2 separate regions of the Columba livia genome follow, and region 1 is linked to region 2. Evidence: chromatin contacts called from public Hi-C data. All regions are on one chromosome and are shown on one strand. Each heading gives the region's core, a stretch centred on a gene start, on an enhancer-like site or on the middle of the called end of the contact. The rest is flanking DNA. Distances are from core to core; before and after follow the strand shown. Region 1 overlaps EML1 (EMAP like 1). Region 2 overlaps EVL (Enah/Vasp-like).

Region 1 (6,108 bases), core at 661-3,160, 110 kb before region 2:
GAACTTTGTTGTATCTGTGAAAACAAGTGGTTAGCATAATGTCAGGACCATTAGTACTCATTTTCAGGACAGAGAACAGGCAAAGTACTGGAAAAAATGGAGAAGAATTAATGCAATATCTGTGGAATTGTGTATTTGCCCTCAGAGCCCTTATGGAGAGGATAAAGCGCAAAGTCAGTGGCTAAAATAATAAATTGAAGAAGCTCATAAATTATAAATTTGAAACCAGTCTGGTAATGTTGGAAGACACTCTGCTATTCAGTACTTTGGGGCCTCAGAGCAGCCAGTATGAACAATCTTTAAATGCTTGCCAGGATTGCTCCACTGGACATGGAAGAAGCATTCACATCATCAAGGATGTGAGGCGTCTTGTATATTGATTTTTCAGTAGCTACTGGCTGACTGAAATGAGGGATATTTTCTCACTCTAGTAGAACCACGTAAAAATCACAAGTAGCGCTTGCAGAGCAACACAACCGGTGCAGGGGGGAAAATGTACATTGGTTTGTTGAACACCTGTCTTCAGGCATGAGAACAGATTACTCAGCCTGGAAATGTTTAGAGATGATTCAACTGCAAGTCAACAGCATGTAAAGAAGTGTGTCCAGTGGGGGACATTTTAGTGATACAAACACATGGAGGTGTGAAGGACTAAAGACCATAAAATGCTTGATTGTCTGTATGCTCTTGCAAGAGCCATGTGCTGCTGGATACACAACCAAGGCACCAGTGCCTATCACATGCCCAGTTTTGGAAAAAGTAGTATTTGTGGTGAAGGATGGGAGAAGAAGAAATGTAAGATGCTGTGCAAAGCTTGACAACGCTGCAAGTGAAGCAGAGCCAACACTGGTTGAGTTCAAAACTGACTAGAAGGCTGTACACTGAATATGATGTTTGTTTGAATACATTTATTAATAACATGGATGACAGAACACTGTGTATAATTTGTAGGTGACACGAAGCTACAGGATTAGCAAATTGTATTGAGAAACAGAGGAATGGTATGAAAAAGGAGGCAATTAAATAGAGATGAATAGGAGGTTCCACACCTAAACAGCAGAACCCAGTTGTATAAATCCAGAATGGAGGAGAGCAGGCAAGAGAGTACATTTGTACAGAAAGGTCAGATGACTCTTGCATGCAAACTGAATGTGAGTCAACAGCATTATGTGGTTTTAGAAAAGACAGATGCATCAGTGGGATGTATAATGAAAAGGATGCCTTGCAAAATGTGAAGTAATCATCCATTTATCAGTATCTGCTTCAGTCACAGCTGGAATAGCTGCTTCTGGCTTTTGCATGTTGGACCAACAGATAATGTGCTGACCAGCAAGAAAAATTATCCGTCTAAATATTGTTCTATGAGAAGAGATGTAATGAATGAATTTCAGAGAACAGGAGGAGAAAAAAGCATGGCTTTGATTTTCAAATAAGAAAAAGGAAATGAGCTATCATATCGTACAGCAAGACCAAGTGCAAGGTCCTGCACGTGGATTGGTGCAATCCTGAGCACAAATACATGCTGGGTGGAGAATGGATCAAGAGCAGCCCTGAGGAGGACGACTTGGGAATGTTGGTTGATGAGAAGCGCAGCGTGACCCAGCAACATGTACTTGCAGCCCAGAAAGCCAACTGTGTCCTGGGCTGCATCAAAAGCAGCATGACCAGCAGGTCAAAGGAGGTGATTCTGCCCCTCTGCTCTGCTCTCATGAGACCCCACCTGGAGTGCTGTGTCCAGCTCTGGGGCTTGCAACATAAGACGGACATGGACCTGTTGGAGTGGTTCCAGAGAAGGACCATGAACATGGTCAGGGGGCTGGAACATTTTTCCTGTGAACACAGGCTAAGAGAGTGGGGGTTTTTCAGCCTGGAGAAGTCTCTGGGGACACCTTATAGCAGCTTTCCAGTACCTAAAGGGGGGTTACAGGAAGGCTGGGGAGGGACTTTTTACAAGGGCATGTAGTGATAGTACAAGGGATGAAGATTGAAAACTGAAAGAGGTAGATTGAGATTAGATATAAAGAAGAAATTCTTCCCCATGAGGATGGTGAGGCACTGGAACAGGCTGCCCAGAGAAGCTGTGGGTGTCCCATCTCTGGAAATGTTCAAGGCCAGGCTGGATGGGGCTTTGAGCAACGTGGTCTAGTGGAAGGTGTCCCTGCCAAGGGCAGGGGATAGGGGGGCTGGAACTTAATGATCTTTAAGGTGCTTCTAACCCAAACCAGTCTATGATTCTATAACTGATTATGTCAGTGGTCTCTCAAGGTTCAGTATTGTTTATACTGAGTAGAGATTAAATAAAATCCGAATTATGAAAATCATAAAAAACGCCCAGCACTGCATACCAAAAAAAAAAACCTAATCAGTAACTGTTTGGATTTTATTACAATTACAGTTTATTACAGGCAAATGTTCAGAAGGTTTAAAGATGTGGTACATCGATTTGGTTGTTGTTTTGATTAGCCTACAGTTTAATTTTAGAACACAAGTTTGTGCAAGAACAGCAAGGAGTAGACTATGTGAGGAAGGAGAATTACTTACAGTAAAACAAAAGCATTTTTAAAATGTATAATAGGTTCAGTTTCTTTTCTAGGGATCTATTAATTACTGAATAACACTTTAAAATGTATTTATTGTGTCATAGGTTTTACACTTCAGTAACATGAAGAAATATGTTGAGTCATACATAGGTAGTCTTTTAGACTACAGTCATATGACAAAAGTATGTTAGCTCATACAGGGATAAGCAGAAGGGAAAAAACAAAAGCAGAAACTGCTCTTTTTCTACATTAGCACATAAAAATTCTTTTAGGCTCAAACACATTACTGTAATTCAGCAGAACTCTTCAGAGTAAAAAGCACTTTGCTGACTAGAAGAAATAAAATATTTGTTTATGTGCCTCATTTCCTATTAGGATCTGGTCTTTTGCTGGTACGGAAGTATTCATACTGACTCAGCTGCAGTTATTTTTATGGTTTTATCTTTTTTTTTTTTTTAAACAAGTAATCCTTTGTTGATATTTTAACAAAACCTTAAGCTGTCGCTTTTATTTCCTTTATAAAAAACTGTAATTAGTCCCTCTGTGTTTCAGGTGTATGGCCTGAAGGTTCAGATGGGACAGATATCAATGCTGTCTGTCGATCACATGGGAGAAAACTGCTATCAACAGGGGATGATTTTGGCAAAGTACATCTCTTCTCATATCCATGTTCACAGTTTAGGGTAAGGCATTTCCTAAACATTTACTCTCTTAACTTGCACAAATGCATTAAATATTGTTTTCCTATTAAAAAAAAAATAAAAGAAAAATAAAAGAATGGTAGTATATGGCTAAAGGATTTACTTAAGGTTGATTGAGTGTACAATTAAATTTAAGATTTAATTTAATATTAAAATACTTTGAGAATAATGTGATGTCTTTGTTTCATTGTTGTATGAATTGTTATGTTATACCAATATGTTTTTATGACAACTTATATTCTTACTAATGTGGTGTTTTCTAGGCTCCAAGCCATGTGTACGGTGGACATAGTAGTCATGTAACTAATGTAGATTTTCTCTGTGAAGACACCCATCTCATCTCCACAGGCGGAAAAGATACAAGTATTATGCAGTGGCGAGTCATTTAGAGGAAACATCAGTGTGAACATGCACAGTTGAGTCGACCATGCACAGAACTTATGTATAAACTGTATATTTAAAATTTAACAGTATGTTTGCAGTTTAGCCTGGTCACTGTGATTTTTGTTTAAAAAATTCTTACAAACCTCAGGAAAATTAAGCCCTGTGCTGGTTACCTTACTCAGTCTAGTGATTTTTTTTTTCATTGTGTCACACCTTAAGAATGATGATTTTCTCTTCTGTCATACAATATACAATGCAGTACAAGTTTAATATAAGAAACGTGGCTTGACAGTTTGCAATACAGTGGTATCAGCAGAATGTGACTCCCTTAAATGTTTCCTATAAACACTGCTGAAATGGTCACAAAAATGCCTTTCAAAGACTGTATATATGTGCTTATTTGTTTCACTATCTACACTTTGTACTGTATATCTACTTATTCAGAAAAATCTACGACAACATCGAGGTACCGATTTGTTTCTGATGGAGGGCGATGAATAGATACAAAAAGTTAAACCGAGATGTAAGATGCAAAAATTTGTGTTCTAGGCCTGAAAATGTGAATGCTGGTAAATTTGCATTCTCTTGGGAATCGCACACCTTGGGTATGACCCGGGAGGAGTTGTGTTCCCTTTCAAGTGAAGCAGCAGGTTATGCCCCAGTTTGACCTGAATATCTCAGCAGGGTTTACAGATGTCTATGTGGTTCAGGTTTTCCATATGAGTTTAAATTAAAAATCTTTTTACTTGTATATGAACAATTCCTTTTTGAAAACAGAACAAAAAAGCTTGGCCACATCCCCATTATTGGTTGATATATTTAACTAATATGTATATTAATCAGCATGATGCTATATTGTACATGTATAAGATTTTAGCAGTTCATAACAAATGGTAAGGCAATCTAGCTTTACTTTTTTATGCTTATGGATATTGTATATTTGTATTTTAAGACCAAGTAGACCAAGTCTAAAGATATCTTTTTAAGTGTACCATGAACCTGCAGAGGGTAAAGGAAGTCTCAGAAGCCTACATGAGACATTAATGTGTAACTTCTGGCCCCTGTGTTTTGTGCATGGATGGATATTTATAGTATCAAATAAGATTGTGTTTTGCAATGAAGTAATAGTGGAGGTGGCATAAAATGGTTAAGAAGGCCTTATCAATGTTGATTGTGACACAGATTGAAATGTATTGTTTACTCTGAGGAATGTATCCGAAGAATTTTAAAAGAGGAGTTCTAAACGGACTTGAAAAAGGTAATATTAAAATTTTGCTTGTAATGGACAGTAAAAGTTAATTCTCTGAACTCTAAAGCACTGGTTGTTTAGAGTGATTTAAATGCAATGGAATCAATAAATTTTGAAACTTTTTTATTACATCTCCAACCTCCTACACTGAAAGTGCAGGACACCAATAAACATGTATGAAAGTGAATTTCAATGTATTCTTCCTCTTTAGTAAAATATCTTTGTTTCATTGTGAATCACTTGCTAGAAGAGACAGGCTTTTACTTAACGACATACATTTGAGACTTCTCAGAGCTGCATTTGCAAATCTTTGGGAATAAAATCTAAATTTCGGGGTACATAATTCCATGCATGAGCATGGCTCTGGGGACATGATCCCTAATGCACACGGGGAGGGTGAAACTCCAGCTTCACGGCAGGGAACAAGGACGTGCCACATGATTTCACCTGCAACCTGACTCGGTTCTGCCTCCTGGTGCACATCGCTTGTCCCTGAGCACCTGGCTGGTGGAGGAGCATCATTCCGCTGCACATGGCAAGGGCTCCGGACAGTTCCTCTGTGTGAGGAACTTGTCCTCAGGCAAGACTTTGGACACCCAGGGTTTCAGGGTGACTTTAACCTGATGTTACCTGGCACTGTTGCTGAAAGAAGAGCTCTTGCCCCCAGCTGCTTATCCCCATCCCATGCAGCAGCACGACTGTTGTTGTGGCCACAGGGAGAACCCAGCCAGGAGATGGACCTAAGTAAAAATCAATTTGGGAGGGGGTAAAGATAAAAAGGCCAAGCAAACAACAACTGCTACAAAACAGAAACACCTTTTCCTCAGTTCCCTTCTCTGATTTAGCTGTGCAGCTGTATGAATGCTTGCACTGAGCTTATGCAGAGGAAGGAGCCATGTGGAAAAGAAAATAGATGGGCGGAGGAGCAAGTGGAACAACTTCTTTTGATGGTGATGTCGATCTGCCTCTGCTTGAAGCCCATAAAACTAAGGCAGAATATCCCCACCCTTTCTAGGGTTAATCCAATCCTAAGAGGTTGTAATAACCCAAGTGACAGGTTCTCAGCTTGTCTGGATTCTTGGTTGATTATACCATGATACCTTCTGTTTATTAATTTGTTGTACTTTTGCAGATGGGAATGCTTTCAGGGTTTTCTGCTTTCAGAATTGCAGGTGATTTGTCATTACTTGCAACAGGCAAACAGAGCTGCAAATTAGGTTGGCTTATTTCCTTT
Region 2 (6,305 bases), core at 1,805-4,304:
TTGTGGACTTTTGCTTTTCTTTTGATGTCTTTGCCCTGGGGACTTGGATAGTTATTGTTGACTTAAAATGCAAGAAAACAGCACGTGCTGGAAAACCTTATGCCAGAAGGCTATGCTGAAGAGTTAGTCACAGGTAAGGAGGTCAGCTGCCTCATCTGACTAAGAAGGGAGAAGTTGGAAGAAAGTGTGCAATAGTAGGGGAGAGGTTTGAAGACAATGAATACTGCTTTTTTTTTTTCTTTTTGCTTGTAAGAAAGCCATTTTCTTGTTTGGAGTATAAGTGGCTTACAGACCACATGATACAGATGTGCGGGTCACAGGGAGTGCAGAGTTCAGCCCCGTGCCTTCCGACACGGAACTTCACAGACCCAGCTTTAACTCTGCAGGGAGGATGTTTTGCCAATCAGAAGGATTACTCCTCACTCCTCTTCTTCTGATTAGCAGATCTACTGGCTTTGCTTTTTCACCATGGTGGATTATTTGGCATGTATTTCTCCAGCCCTATTTCCTACAAGTTGTATTTGGTGAACTTCTTTGGAGTTTGAGATTTTTTCCCATTTTTCAGTCATTCTGCTCTTATCCTAGTCCAGAAGCAACTGCATTTCTGTGTTGCCGGGAGGAAGCTTCCTTGAAAAGCACTTTGATCCCTCCAAAATAAGGGGAGAAATAGAAGAATAAAACATTGATTCATCTAACAGCAGATAAACTGACAGTATATAGCATAATTTTTCTCTCGTAGTTAAATGCCTGACATACTTGTAAGGTTTCCATCAGTGCAGGATGTGTGTGAAGATTATGATGCACTGGATTTCAGATGCAACTCCACACTAATTATTTTTTTATTAGAATTTTGTAATGATATATTCAGTTAATTTTTTCATTGGAATATCTCCAACTAGTCTTGCATCTCTCTTGATATTTCAGTGGCACTGAAGTGTAGCTGTTGGGAAAGTCAGTCAGCTGCATTCATCTTCTACAATGCAGTGACTGTTTTATTTGATAATATTGCCTCAAGAGTTCCCAGCGCCAGAGAGGACATAGTGTGGGAAAACAAAAGACTGCATCTTCATTACAGTACTGCATAATACATAAAATAACACATCAATAATGGAGAGGACCCACCGCAGAACACAATGCCCACTTGCAGACAGCTGGTTCCAAAACCATGCTGGTGTAAAGAGATCTGTGCCCCATGTAAGGCACTTCATACACTGCACAGCAGACTGGTTTCCCACACTATCAGGTGTGTCAGTGCAGATTATAAACCATTAAAATGATATATTCTGTGTGCATTGTACTTTAAGTGTGCTAATAACATTTAAAGACTCATAACCCTGTAACTTCATATGGTATAGACATTGCAGGACACCGAGTGTGCCATTATGCTGCAGGTCTTTTAGCCAAATCATTCCAGAAGTTTTTCCTATTTATAATGTGGGCATGGAGAACTTGTAAATAGCAAACTTTTAAACTTACTAGTGTAAATACGATCCATGTGTTCCGACACCTAGTGCTAGCCAAAATAGCAAGCCACAGGCAACAGTTAATGTGGTGCATGTTAAAAATACAAAAAGCTTTTTCAGCTCTAAAAAGCTTTCCCAGGGGAATAAGTCTTTCCCAAGTGACATCTTCCAAAAGCACCAATGAAAGGTTTAGAGAAATAAATTTCACAGGTTTTTCAGCCTCATGCCTGCTCCAGTTTCGATATAAACTTTAGCCACTCAAAAATACGCTGCAGATAGGGCAGTTTCTGATCTAACTTGCTGTGCTTTGTAAGTCAATGAAGAGGAAGAGAAAATTCAAATAAGATAATGAACTTTTTCCTTTCATCTGCTGCATTGCTTTATCACTTGGACTGCTACAGAAAAATCCACCTGGCTTACAAATAACCTTTTAGTATGTTGCTTACAACAGTAATAAATTCCTTCCTTTGGGAACTGGACAGAGATGAGCTGTTACTCAGCAAACAAGGTGTGAATTTATTTTCTTGAGCAACCAGTGAAGGGCACTCCCCAGGCAGTGTCTCACCGCGCGGTCAGTGGTTCCCATCTCTGCCCCATCCTTGAGGGCAGGAGTCACTTGTGACCACAGCTGATAAACGTCAGCTTGGGCCATATTAGCACTTGTTGTGTCTTGCTTCCAAGGCTTCTCCTTACTGTACTAATGGGGATAACAGTCCATACACAAGCCCACTGCCCATGTTTCCAAAACCACCAACACTTCTCCTGGAATTATGGGCAAATTCCCCTGCCTGCAAAACTGCTCAAGTGCCCTCTTCTCAGGTTAACCTGGGTTCCTGTGGTGGATATATGACATTTCTAAGACCCTGGGTACACTTAATAAGTTGAGTTCACATTAAGAAAAACATGTTTAAAACCTGAACTGGAGGAAGTTGGCCCAGCCAGAAGAAGCCAAGAGTAAAACTGGTTAATCTTCCATATTAGCTTGGCTCCAGCTGAGTGTGGAGCACAGGAGGTGAACTGCTTCACTCATGAATGGATAAACTGGGATTACAGACAACTTTCAGTGTTAGAACTGTAAATATCATTGCTATTATTCATATGTCAGGAAGTATCAAACATTATTTAATTATTCTGCTCTATAGAAGTAGGCATTGGGGTTTTTTTCATTCACTTTTTCAACCCCCCAGATGGTAGGGATCCATGGCAGAAAGTTTTCCAGGGCAGTGAAGTGCTTTCCCAGTGTTATGCTAATAAAACCCCATGACATGTTGCTTGTATGCGTCTTAGCCACTTTTCTGCAGGACTCTATTATATCCCCGCTTAGAGCAGCAGCAACGCCAGAGCTGCTGTCGCGCGTCTAGAACAACAAAAGGTGCCTCTGTTCTTTGAAGAGCATAACAAATCTAACGGCTCTTGAGTCTCTTGCCGATGTTTTTGCTGCACTGAATTCTTCTGCGCTAAATGAAAAACCACTTCAGGAAGGAAACTGTCTGGGGAGAAAATTGTTGAGAGATTTAAGAGGGACTTGTGCATATTGAGAGCAAAGACTTGTGCTGGTGAGATTCACTTGCACCATTGCCCTCAAACTCTTGTTTTTCTGAAACTGCTGCAAACTGGCAAAGTTCCTGGAGCTCAGTGGTAGGAGATGCAATGTGGCTTTTTGAGTAGGCTACAGTTACAGCCTATTAGCTTAGAAAAAAAAGTAGTTATCAGAACTTAAGAAGTCCAGTAATTTATGTGCAAGGAGTGGAGGCCAGATTTAGGCCATTATTCATTTGGAGACCATTTGTAGGATGTTTCCTTGCTCAATACACATCTTCGTCTGGCAAGGGCTCCTTTCTGAGGAGCCTAGTCTGGACTGTATACACACCATGTCCTGTGTCAAGTCACGGCTGTGAGTGGAGCTGAGCCTGGAGCCACAGAAATGAGAAAGCTGCCTTGCCCCAGGAGATGCCATGACTCAGAGGCAGCTCCCTGTCACTCTGCTGCCTCTCCTCTCCCTGGGGACATGTCAGGACAAGGGGTAGCTGCCACCAGCCCACACCAGCACCCTCAGGATGAGTGGTGGTGGCTCTGCCCCAGCTCTGCCCCTCAGCTCTGTGCAGACGGTGAGCAAAGGGCTGGGTTTACACCCCAGTCTGTCAGCTTACCTCCTGCGTAAGCCCATAGTCTGTGCTTGGAGTCCACAGCTCTTTGAGAATCTGAGGAGCAAACGGCTTTTTGTGATGAGAACAGGTTTTTTCGCTTTACCTTTTCCAGTGGCATACTTTGCCATGTCAAATCTCCATGCATTTTGCTTTGCTCGACAGTAATAGAATATGGGACATTTACTTATTGACTGGGCATCTGATTTCTTTCCCTGAAAAAGAAATTGCTCCTTGGAACAGATTTGATTTTTTTAGAAAACTTTTTCCGGTTTTGTGTTCATTTTCTGTCATTCCTGAAGTGCTTCAATATTCGGTATCCTGGGGTAGTCTCTAAAACAACATAATTTGTGTCAGAGCAAGAATTGCTTTTTTATGACAGTTTGTTTTCCTTTTCAGACCCCATATAAGTTAGAGGTGCTGTAACTCCACACAGAATGATGCTCTTGTTACCACTGCACATAAACTGACATTCCACTCCACTCTTCATACTATTTTTAAAGCCAAATATCAAAAAGAGCATTCTCTGAACTTTTTCTCACTAGCAGAGGAGAAACAATACTGAAAATAAATAAATTATTCAAAATACTGTAAGGGATGCACACATTCTTAAAAAAAATGGCCAGGCAGTGTGCCGTGATGGTAGTTACACAGCTCCAGATTTGTTGTGATAACTACCGATAGGCACTCCTAACCTGAATCGCCAAACCAGATAGGATGGTGCTGTGCTGCTTCAAATGCTCTCTATTTTTGGAAAAGTAAACTATAGAAACTTCTAAGAGATTGTGTAGAAAGAGGCTTCTCCAGCTTTCTACAATATTAATGAGTATTGGAATAGACCTCACAAAGGAATCTGTATTTTATTCATTTTGAATTATTTTGCAGAAATGGTGCATTCTGATAATGATGATGATGATGTCTAATTCTGGTGTTATTCTCCTCCCCAAATTAATTATTTTATAATACTCATGGGTATCCTATGCTAATTGTTGGATACTAGCTGATTTATATCAGTGATTAACTTGAGATACACAAATGTATAGGGATTAAGTTAGGCTTTGGTTTATTAGTCGCTGAACTGGCAAGAAACTCATCCTGATTTTATTTAGCAGACTTTCTGGATTCCCAGCTAAGAGCCAGACCTTACCACAGTTTGTCTCTACACAAAAATTCATAACACTCCTCTAGCAATAATTCCACTCCAAACAAGCAATAATTGCGTGACCATGATCCTCCTGTTACCGGTAGCAGAAATGCAGGCATCAGTAGTACAGGGTATTGTCTCTGAGCTGGGCTGTGTGGTCAAGGAAGAGAAACAGCTGCTCGTGGGTCATTCAGTTGTGTATTTTAGGTTTCTCTGCCAGGCACCTCTGGGCCCATTCTCTCTCCTTATCCTCACTGACAGTAAAGGATTGCTGCTAAGAACCCTTCTCTAGTTCATCAAATTTTTGTTTTGATCCTCTCCTAAACTTTCTAATTAACAGATTAATTATTTCTAATTACGCTATAATTGGTTAGTAACTACAATAATAATTAAACCTCTGGTTTAATGATAGTAAATCATGGAACTGGAAACTAATTCACATAAGCCATATTTTTAGTGATGCTCCATGGTTTTCCCTGGGACAATTAGTGAGAACTTGGAAGAATACATGTGTTGTGTGCGTCTGTATGTGTGTGTTCACATGAGTAATGCACATCAGATTATCACTTCTCTGACTGCCTGAGCTCTGCAAACAAATGGTCTTTGTACATGCAGATTTTTTTATTTTATACCAGAAGTGAATTTGGGAAGAAATTCACAAGTATATTGATAAAGGTCAGAAATAAGTTGCTGGACTGAGAGGATTTTTCACATGTAATCAAAATAAAATTCAGAGTGTTTTTAATTTTTATTTTTTAACTCTGCTTTCATTATGTGCCATAGTTCACATTGCAGAATCACAGAATGTTAGGGATTGGAAGGGACCTCAAAAGATCAGCTAGTCCAATCCCCCTGCCGGAGCAGGAACCCCTGGATGAGGTTACACAGGAAGGCGTCCAAGGAGACTCCACAACCCCCCTGGGCAGCCTGTTCCAGTGTTCTGTCACCCTCACTGAGCAAAAGTTTCTTCTCAAATTTAAGTGGAAACTTTTGTGTTCCAGTTTGAACCTATCACCCCTTGTCCTACCATTGGTTGTCACCGAGAAGAGCCTGGCTCCATCCCCGTGACACTCACCCTTTATATATCTCCATAAAAACATGTTCCTGGTCAAAACACACATTGTTTAGGACAATGGAACTGAGTGGGGACGGTCGGTGGTGCAGTGGAGGAGGTGGGCGCAGCTCTGCAGCCATCTCTGGCAACAGGCTCAGCTGAGGGGAAAGTCTTCTGCTTAATTCCAGCCACTGAGTGAATCGCCATATGCTGCTGCCAGCAAAACATGTAGAGCAGCTTCTGCTGCTGGCTGGTAATCCCCAGGGAGCTCACACAAAGTCTATTAATTGCCTTCTTAGATGACTCCGTGTGGTCATCCAGCATCTTATTTTTCACTGACTCAGGGACCTGAAAGCTCCAGGTTGTGTGGCATTCTGGAAGCAGAATATCAGACTGTTGTAATTTCTCCATTTAATCCTGACAAAGCAATACAGCTGAAAATGGGATTCATTTAGCTGAACTTCAGCCATGTAACTGCTAGGTATCTAGTTTACAATAAT

What was found. A called contact is a pair of places that touch in the nucleus more often than the background predicts.
Region 1: a Hi-C map of crop shows a contact between it and region 2, with 2.9 times the contacts expected there. The contact joins two enhancer-like sites. A contact is called at or near these places in 2 of 2 Hi-C or Micro-C datasets (crop and liver).

Annotation. Positions count from the first base shown.
Region 1 is chr5:13,542,628-13,548,735 of bColLiv1.pat.W.v2, reverse strand. EML1 (EMAP like 1) reads left to right here. Exons shown (of 23, transcript XM_065063516.1): 22 at 3,093-3,223; 23 at 3,505-5,061. The coding sequence ends at 3,630. Among named protein-coding and RNA genes, the nearest start is that of EVL, 11 kb to the right of the region's middle. Within about 2 kb of position 1,910, at least 1 of the 3 cell types and tissues checked has an H3K27ac peak away from gene starts, as active enhancers do.
Region 2 is chr5:13,436,515-13,442,819 of bColLiv1.pat.W.v2, reverse strand. The region is part of intron 3 of EVL (Enah/Vasp-like); the gene reads left to right. Among named protein-coding and RNA genes, the nearest start is that of DEGS2, 84 kb to the right of the region's middle. Within about 2 kb of position 3,054, at least 1 of the 3 cell types and tissues checked has an H3K27ac peak away from gene starts, as active enhancers do.